2 separate regions of the Mus musculus genome follow, and region 1 is linked to region 2. A link is a contact called in public HiChIP or PLAC-seq data. All regions are on one chromosome and are shown on one strand. Each heading gives the region's core, a stretch centred on a gene start, on an enhancer-like site or on the middle of the called end of the contact. The rest is flanking DNA. Distances are from core to core; before and after follow the strand shown.

What was found. HiChIP or PLAC-seq counts read pairs in DNA pulled down with a chosen protein or histone mark.
Region 1: a CTCF HiChIP or PLAC-seq map of the NIH/3T3 cell line shows a contact between it and region 2, with 5 read pairs. The contact joins two enhancer-like sites.

The regions. Positions count from the first base shown.
Region 1 is chr17:71,287,692-71,292,649 of GRCm38.p6, reverse strand. The region is part of intron 2 of Emilin2 (elastin microfibril interfacer 2); the gene reads left to right. Among named protein-coding and RNA genes, the nearest start is that of Emilin2, 21 kb to the left of the region's middle. Within about 2 kb of position 1,934, at least 38 of the 459 cell types and tissues checked have an H3K27ac peak or open chromatin away from gene starts, as enhancers often do. A contact at or near this core is called in the NIH/3T3 cell line, where this site is marked.
Region 2 is chr17:70,734,550-70,739,663 of GRCm38.p6, reverse strand. The region is part of intron 6 of Dlgap1 (DLG associated protein 1); the gene reads right to left. Among named protein-coding and RNA genes, the nearest start is that of Gm36746, 19 kb to the right of the region's middle. Within about 2 kb of position 1,338, at least 213 of the 459 cell types and tissues checked have an H3K27ac peak or open chromatin away from gene starts, as enhancers often do. A contact at or near this core is called in the NIH/3T3 cell line, where this site is marked.

The DNA.
Region 1 (4,958 bases), core at 685-3,184, 550 kb before region 2:
ACTACACTGAGCTTCCAACACTGGTTTTAGCACAAGACACTTTGCCTGTTCGCCTTGCTCAGCACTGGAGACCTGGGACTTAACATCATCATGTGATCAACTGAATCCGTTATTATGGAAGGAACCTGTACTTAAGATTTTATAGCAAGCGTGTTTACTTGCACAGCAAATCTGCTGTATAGAAGCTCTGTCAGCTATTATTATCTAATGCTTTTCATATCTGGGAGACACAAGAGGGGTAAATACGAGTCTCAGTTTATGTTTGTGGTGACAGTTGTCTTGGTTGCTCTTGGCTGTTTGGCTTTCAATCATCAGGTATAGTGTTAATTGGAACAGCTTCATGGTGTGTTGAGCCTCCTGGGTTCTTGGTTGTTCTCAGAACCACAATGGGTTGGCTTAGAGATGGGTCCCCATGCCTTCTAAGTCTCTAACAAAAATCTAGTCCTGTGAGTCCACACTAGAGTGACGGTTTGAAGATTAGAACACCAATGATGTACAACGTATATACATTCTTGGACTTCGATGTCACGCTGCAGTAAATCTTGGGGAAAGCATTCTTTACTTCCTGTTTTTGCCATGGGGCCTCCCCATCTCCTGTCCCACTAAGAGCTTATGTACAATTATACTTTTTAATATGTGTGTGTAGGTCTATGTGCCCATGTGTTCACATGACCGTGGGTACACATATATGTTATGGCCAAAGGTGGATAGATCTTAGAGATTACTCTTCTATTGTTTTCTACTTTTAAAAAAACATAGAGAGCCTTTCATTGAACTTGATTGGATAGACAGGCCAGCAATCCTCAGAAATCCCCATATCTTGGGTTTCATAGCACTGGGATTAGAGGTGTGTGCTATAACACCAGATTTTTAATAATCTGGGTGCTGGAAATCTGAGCTTGGGGCCTTCACTCTTGCATGTCCAGTACTTTACTGACCCAACTATTTTCCTAGCCCCAATTCTTTCTTTATCTTGGTGAGCAGTGCCCTCCACTCTTAATGCTTGTTACATATTTAGAACTTGGCGTGGGGGTTGGGCAATGGCAGCATTCTTCCAATAGAGAAAGCCTGCTCTCTTAGCAGAGCACCGGTGAGTGAGAATGGCTTCCATCACTGTGTTATTCAAGGACTCCGAGGCTGTAAGAGGTGCAAACTTTTTTTTTAATTGAATATTTTATTTATTTACATTTCAACTGTTATCCCTTTCCCGGTTTCTCCACCGGGAACCCTCTATCATATCCTCTCTACCCCTGCTTCTATGAAGGTGCTCCCCCACGCACCCATGCACTCCTGCCTCACCATCCTAGCATTCCCCTATACTGGGGTATCTAGCCTTCACAGGACTAAGAGCCTCCCTTCCCATTGATGTCAGATAAGGCCAGCCTCTGCTACACATGCAGCTGGAGCCATGGGTCTTTGGTTGGTGGTTTAGTCCCTGGGAGCTCTGGGGGTGTCTGGTCAGTTGATAATGTTGTTCTTCCTATGAGGTTGCAAACCCCTTCAGCTCCTTCAGTCATTTTCCTAACTCCTCGGTTGGGGACCCTGTGCTCAGTCCAATGGTTGGCTACAAGCATCTGCATCTGTATCTGTCAGGCTCTGGCAGAGCCTCTCAGGGGAAAGCTATATCAGGCTCCTGTCAGCAAGCACTTCTTGGCATCAGCAAAGCAGCAGGGTTTGGTGTCTGGAGATAGGTGCAAACTTCTTATTTCGGATGCTTTTATCCTTCCCCCAGTGTGACCATAGCTTAGAGAACAGTGTCCCTGTGTTTCAGATGATGACGATTTTAAAGTGAGCATGGGTTGGTACAACAGAAGAACCTCTTCTTATATCCATGGAGAAGTTTCTTCAGTCTCTACGTTTTCCATTTCTGAGGGATTGCAATCTTGTTATGGGTGTGGCCTAAAGGCTTGCCACAGTCCAGAGACTTTGTGGAAAGGCCTGGAGTTAATTAGTGGCTGGATGGCACAGCCAAATTTGTATAGTATCCACCACTCCAAAGTGGTTTGAGAACATGGTTGGGAGTGCAGATGAATGGAGGCGCACTGAACTTTGAAACGGGAGGACAGAGGTTGCAAAGCCTCCTCTGAGCTGAGTGAAGGAGAGCTGTAGACTTATAGTGTTTTGTTTTGTTTTGTTTTGTAGGAGTGTCCAGACAATTCAAAAAGAAAGGGAGTGATCAAAATAGAGGTCTTAGGTTGTCAAGATGACTTAGTGGGTGAAGGTAATTGCCACTGAGGGAAGAGTTTGGTACCTGGACCCTACATGGTGGAGAGTGAGAACCACCTTGTGCAAGTTGTCCTTTGACCTACATACATTTTAGTGTACATGAATTCACACACACACACATACACATACAGACACACACAGAAACACAGAGAAACACAGACACACACACACACAGACACACAGGCACAGACACACAGACACACAGACATACAGGCACAGACACACAGACACCTATGCACATACAGACACACAGATGCACAACACACACACACATAGACACACAGATACCCAGACACACACAGACACACACAGACATACAGACACACACACACACCTAGAAATTAGATTCTTCTTCAGTAGCTCTGAGAAGAAAGGCTGGCTCACAGACCCAGGCCAGCAGATGTTCTCATGGTCCACACTGTGGGAACACAAGGATGAGTTCATTAGGGAGTGGAGGGGAGCTGGTTTCTCTGTGATTTCTGCTGCTAGGAATGTGGAAACAGAGTAGAGGAATGAGAACCGAAGCCGTACATATGGGAAGAACAGCCTACAACAGAGATGGGCCTCCCATAGAGAGCTCTTATTTAAAACCATGTGAGCTGGCTCACGCTCAGACTCCCTTTTCTTTCCCAACACCCAGTGACTTGATCTGGGGATGTACTTCTCAGAGCTAAGAATGCGGCCTCCTTGGAACACAGCCTTAATCTATGGTTGATGGGCTGGATGCGGCCAGCACCAGATAACCTCGACTGAGTTGCTCAGAAGGCAGGTCCCATGCATGAGCTAACCCAAGAATAACAGCTCCATTATCTGCTGTAGCTGAGTTGGGGAGGGCTTGACACTGAGTTTTCTTTAATCCTTTCTTTAGGAATGAAGACTTCTTTTTTTTTTTTTCTCCAGGATAATTATAAATTGTGTGGGGAAACCTACTCATTACTCTGTATGATCAAGGCAAAAGACTGAGTGGGTTTTGAAACCTAACTTGCCCCTAAGTGTGTAAGGAAATTAACTCAAGAGGAAATAACAAAGCCATCAACTTATAATCAGGCTCTCCCCCAACAACTGTCTCCCCATTCCAAGAACCAGAACGCCCTTTCTGGAAGGGTGTTTTCATTCTGAACGCATTGCTTTGATCTAGGATCTGTTACCTTGTAACAACTTTAATCAAGACTCATTAACCTGACGTTTAGATTCATATAGTCATTTCAGATTAAAAAAAAAAAAAAAGTCATGGCCTAAGCATTCTGGCTTTTTAAAGTTTAGGGGAATTTTCCTAAAGAGCCGAGCTACATGTTTCACACTTCTTTGTCTCCAGGCCAGATTCTCCATGTGGTGATCCAATTAAAACTGTGTGATGCAGCAGAAAAGGATGGGAAGGTGGACTCTGAGTTTGTGTTTTAAGCTGTAAGGAGGACCTTGGCTTGGAATGGAGCCATAAGAGGGATCTAGGGACCGGAGTCCATCTCCTGACGTTGCATAGACCACGTTTAGAGATGGCCATGTGTAAAATGACCATTTTGACTTTCAGTCAGACACGAGATTCAAGTGGGAAGTATTTTAAAATTCCAGCATTTTGCCGGGCAGTGGTGGTGCACGCCTTTAATCCCAGCACTTGGGAGGCAGAGGCAGGAGGATTTCTGAGTTCGAGGCCAGCCTGCTCTACAGAGTGAGTTCCAGGACAGCTGGGGCTACACAGAGAAACCCTGTCTTGAAAAACCAAAAAGAAAAAAAAATTCCAACATTTCAGTGTTGAAATCACTTTCAACTCCATGGCCCTCACTGCCTGACTGCATTTGTTTTTGGCAGAGGGTCAATAAACAGAAAAAGTACATTTATTTAGTCATTCACTGACAAAAAAAAAAAAAAAAATCCCACAAAAAATAGGAAAAGCATGTCTGTGGTTCCTAAAAAATTAGTCTACCGTCTTGTCAGTTTCTCAAGGAGACCAAGTTTGTTGAAGTGAATTGCTTGTAAAACGGGAAGGAAATTCAGACACGCCCTGCAACATGCAAGACCCGCTAGGGTGTGAAAAGGGCTAGATGAAAAGACAAGTGCTTTAATGGTGTGTTCACGAGGCACCGGGAGCCATTGAATTCTCAGAGGAAGTGATGAACCACAGAGGTTAGACGTGTCAGGGAGTACGTGTTCGGTGACTATAGGGTTTTCATTTGGGAAGTTAGGGAGATTAACGTCACCCACAGACCTACAGACCTGATCCTATGATAATGGTCACGATGGGCTGGGTGGGGTCAGAGGTGGGACATTTACTAGGATATACAGTGTTCTGGGTTTGAATCCGAACTAATAAATATATAGATATATAAGTAAATGCTAAGGTGCTAAATGTTATATTGTATGTATTTTACTGCCATTTTATTCTGAAAAGTAAGTCACAGGCTGGGACCTGGATCAGTCGGCAGTGCTGGCTTAGCACGCACAAGGACCTGAGTTCAACGCCCCAGTACTCCTTACGATTAGGCGTGGTGGTATATGCTTGCGGTCCCAATCCTGGGGATTTGAATGGAGGGTGGACAGTCACTCTCAGTTACGTAGTAAGTCAGAGTTGAGTTGAGCTCTAAGGGGAAGATGTGACTTGTTGAGCTCTAAGGGGAAGATGTGACTTGGCAGCACACTGATTTCTCTCCTGGGATCCTCCGGGATGAGTCATTCTGTATGGTCCTCTCTTCATCCTCCTAGGTTGAGAGCCACCGGAACTGCATGTGCCAAATTGA
Region 2 (5,114 bases), core at 89-2,588:
GCTGAGCCATCTCTCCAGCCCACACACTCACTTCCAGCACACACATGAGGTCATTCCTCCAGCCCAGCTTGAATCACACAGACACTGATTAGAATGTTGGCACTAACTAGCTGCATCAAGTCAGCTGGGTAATCAGAGGCGCATGGGCTCTCAACTGCCCGATGTCAGTGTTGAAGGTGCTGCCCTGATGGAATCTTGAGGTTTAAACAAAGACCGTGTACAGGAAAGGCTAACACCACATAAGAAGCCACAGTTACGAGTCTTCTTGTTTATATCTGCTGACATCAGTCCTTATTTCCCAAGCTTTGTTTGCATTCATGATCCCTATAGATGCATACTTTCATATACATAAGGAACCTCTCTCTCTCTCTCTTCCCCTCCCTTTATCTTTTCTGTGATGCTGAGCTCCGAAAACCTTGCACATGCTGGGCAAATGCTCTACTACGGAGGAGTCACACCTCCCAACCCTAGAGACTCTTCTGTTCACACATCCATGAAGAAACTCAGTATTTTTTTGTTTTGTTTTTGTTTTTTTGAGACAGGGTTTCTCTTTGTAGCCCTGGCTGTCCTGGAACTCACTCTGTAGACCAGGCTGGCCTTGCCTGCCTCTGCTGGGAGCGCCACCACGCCCGGCGAAGAAACTCAGTATTAGCAGCACCTAAAATACATCAGGGCTGGCAATGCAGTCTATATGCTTGCTTAGCATGCGAAAGGCCCCGGTCTCCATTCTATCACGTGAAGAAAAATAGGGTTGAGGTGGCTTCCACCTTCTGCAGCTTTCTCAGTAAGGTGGGGTGGCGCTGGACCCGACTGAGTGATGGATGGGTCTCCTCACTGCTTCCAATCCTCTGACGACCCTTGGGTGGTACCTTTCCTCTCTCCACCCCAGCTGGGCCTCCACATCACCCTGACAGCTGCTGCTGCCACATTCCAGGGCTCCAGCAGCGGAAGTAAGGCAGGCTGAGCAGTCTTTCTGGGTGAGTGACAGGGTTTGAAATGAGATTAACCGAATGCCAGGGTTGGGGAAAACAGCTTTTCCCTGAGTCACCTCTGTCCCACCTTCCTCATGACACACAACTGTTGGTCTGAGTGGTAGGGCGTCAGCTTTGGGCCGCGAGACAGTGGGCTCTTGTGCTATGCGAGCCAGCCTATACCGGCTGTGAGTCCTTGACTCGGGGTGGGGATGGGGGGTGGGGGGTGGTTCAGCCTGGCATGTGTATCTTTATACGAGTCACTCGGCTTCTCTGCCCCCTAGTGGCGGACGAGGGTCACTCCAGCTTCCCTGTTGCTGTTGCAGGGTTTTTCCTCAACCACCACGTGACAAGGACAGCATTCCAGGAAACCGGAAGGGCTGGGCTGGCCTCTGGGATTTCAAAGTTGACTGCTCTGCCCACCTGGCAGGTTCTATCCTGCTGCGTCATATTTCCTGAGCTATAAGGCCATTTTTGCAGGATACTCACCATCCACCTCTCACGGGCTACCTCCTCTGTTCTACAAGCCCATCCATTTTTCCCTGAAGAACTTTTACGCCTTAGGCGTCATCTCATCCACAGTTAGAGATCAGAGGGGACTAACAGGTATAAAGGAGTTTTCCTGCACGTTTCCGATTCCTCTAACTCAGTGGTTCCCAACATGTGTGTCGAGATCCCTTTGGGGTTAGAATAAGAAGTAGGAAAACAGATGTTTACATCATGATTCATCACAGTAGCAAATTCACAGTTACAAAGTAGCAACAGAAATAATCTTTGGGTTGGGAGCCACAGCAACACGAGGAACTGTTTTAAAGGGTGGACGCTTTACGAAGATTGAGGGTCACTACCTTAACTAGAGGGAGAGATGGGTCACCTCACCCCAGGTTACCTCAGGAGAAAAAGAATTCAACTACTAAGAAACATAAATTCCCTCCCACACATGTAGCTTTCCCCGCACCCCGTGCCCCCTTCCTGTTCTAAAAGCCAAAACAAATGGTCCTCGGGGATGCTCACAGAAGGAAACTCCACCTACCACTCACAGCACAAAAGGGAAAACCAGCCAGGAGCCTCTGGCTGTGAAGTGTGGGCAAAGCGCCTCTGCTCCCCCTGCTGAGACCATGAGGTAATGTCTGTGGGAAGTCCCAGTTCTCATCCCTGTCTCCCGAGCAGAGAGCTCCATACCCTGCTGCTTAGTTGTACAGCACCCCATTATCACATGCTCATCCAATTTATGACTACTAACGTCTCTTCAGGCTGGGCATCATAGCTCCTGCCTGTAATATCACCATTTAAGAAGCTGAGCAGGAGGATCAAAATAAGTTCATGGTTATATAGTGTGTTCTGAGCCTGTCTGTTCTCTCTCTCTCTAATATACATATATATGTATATATATAAACACACATATGTATAAACATATATTGTACAAGGAGCTACCATGCTCCACCAATTTGCTCTTGTGCAGCTGAGTGGCGTTTTCTTTTGCAGTGTCTACCATTGGTTGGTGGGTATGTGCTTGTGAGTGTGTTGGGTGGAGTGGCTGGGGAATGGTGGAAAGAAGTGGTGTTCCAGCTGAGGCACTTGGCCCAGGTGACGCTCACTGCTTCCTGTGCGCCAGCTTCTTCAGGACAGCGACCTTCAACGATCTGCTCTCTGCTCCACGGAGAAGCAAAGCCTCCAAGTCAGTCATTGCCGACAGAGACAAACTGTGTTCCAGGCGATTAGGTTTGGTTAAGCCTTCGCAGTAGAAAGTGTCTGGCTTTAAGCTCGTTATGGTAGAGGCTTCTAATATTTATTAGGGACACTAGGTAGGTTTGCATTGGGATAGAACAGTGGTTCTCAACCTGCTTAATGCTTAATTAAACCTTTAATACCGTTTCTCAAGTTGCAGTGACTCCCAACTATAAAATTATTTTGTTGCAACTTCACAACTGTAGTCTTGCTATTGTTATGGTGCACAATGTAAATAAACATCTGATATGTGACCTCTGTGAGGGTCACAACCAAAGGACCACTGGCAGAGAGAGTGCTATAGGGAGATGTTCATTTTTAGGTCATGGAGGTGTTTGTATGACTTGGCAATTGATACACACACACATACACACACACACACACACACACACACACACATATACACATATACATACACATATATGAAATCATATACTTTAAGCACTTTTTTTTTGTTTTTGTTTTTTTCGAGACAGGGTTTCTCTGTATAGCCCTGGCTGTCCTGGAACTTACTTTGTAGACCAGGCTGGCCTCGAACTCAGAAATCCGCCTGCCTCTGCCTCCCGAGTGCTGGGATTAAAGGCGTGCGCCACCACGCCCGGCTATTCTATAATATTCTTTTTTTAAAAAAATATCTATTTATTTATTATATGTGAGTACACTGTAGCTGTCTTTAGACACTCCAGAAAAGGGCATCAAATCTCTTTACAGATGGTTGTGAGCCACCATGTGGTTGCTGGGATTTGAACTCAGGACCTTCTGAAGAGCAGTCAGTGCTCTTACCGGCTGAGCCATCTCTCCAGCCTTATAATATTCTTAAATAACAATTACAGAAAGGTCATTTTATAACTACTTTCCAGGCCAAGGTACAGAATGGGTCAGCATCCCAGAAGTCCCATCAGTTCATGTCCCCTGCTATGGCTTAGATAAGTGTTCCTGTCCTGGCTCGTTTAATGTCAGTTTGACTCAGGCTAGAGTCACCTGAAAGGGAGCGCGTCAATAGGGAAAAATGCCTCCATAAGATCCAGGGATCGGGCATTTTCTTAATTAGTGACTGATGTGGGAGGGCCCAGCCCATGGTGGGCGGGGTCACCCCCTCAGGTGGTGCTGGGTTCTAAAAGAAAGCAGGCTGAACAAACCATCAGGAGCAAGCCAGGAAGCAGCACTCCTCCATGCCTCTGCATCAGCTCCTGCCTCCAGGTTCTGCTCAGTTTGAGTTCCTGTCCTGACTTCTTTCAGTGATGACCAGTGATGTGGAAATGCAAGACAAAGAAACCGTTTCTTCTTCAAGTTGTTTCTCACCATGGTGTTTTGTCACAGCAATATTAATTCTTCCTAGAACATTTCTCAAGACCCATTTGGTGCAGCCACTTGCCTGTGGTGCTACTGGGAGTCTGGGGAGCCGTTTGCCCCTGACGCATAGTGGAAGAAGAGAGGCCACTGAGGAAATGCTCTTGAAGAGTTCTTCTTCTCTTTGCTTCTCCTCCTCCCTCTCCCTCTCCCCCTCCTTCTTCTCTCTTCCTCCCTCCTTCCTTCTCCTTTCTTCCTTCTACCTCCCATCCTTCATCCCCCCTTCCTTCTTTCCCTCCTCTTCTTCTTCCAGGCAATACTCCTGTGCCAGTACCCTGCTATAATGATGGCCTTTCCCAAATGCTCTGCAGAGTGGCTTCTTAGGACTTCACACATGCACAGTGCTTTCTGACACCTTCCCCATCCTGGTGCCCATACATCTTATTAGAGGGTGATTTAAGTCTTGATGCATGATCTTGTCATGTAATAGTACCTTTAGCTGGGCATGATAGTGGATTTTTTAATCCCAACACTCAGGAGGAGGCAGGGGCAGGAGTGGCAGAGGGGGCATTGGGGGCAGAGGCAGGCAGATTTGTGAGTTCAAAGGTCATCCTGGTCTAGATAGTGAGTTCCAGGCCAGCCAGGGCTATGTAGTGAGACTCTGTCTGAAAAAAAAAAAAAAAAAAAAAAAAAAAAACCAAAACCAAAAACAAAAATCCAAAAAACCAAGACAGTAACAAAAAGAAGTACTTTGGGATATTAAGCAAAACTAAACAACAACAAAACCAATTAGGCTTTTAATTAAGATCACATTGAACTTGGGGTAAGTTTTAAGAAAACTGACACATTTATGATCCACAGTTTGGATCTGGAGTATTAGAGTCTCTGAGCTTCAGTTCCTGGAAGGTCGTTGACATTCGCAAAGGCTGAATGACCGATTGGACTTCAGTGACAGCATAGACATTGGAATGTTGACAACCCAGAGCCAAGTACCTTGGGCTACCTACCTTCCTTACCTGTAGGTAACCATTTATTGGCAGCCTCTCTGTGTGACTTAATATCCTGTCTCCATTAGGTAAATCCTTTGGAATGTAAGAACAGACCCTAGTTCCCACCAAGCCAGGA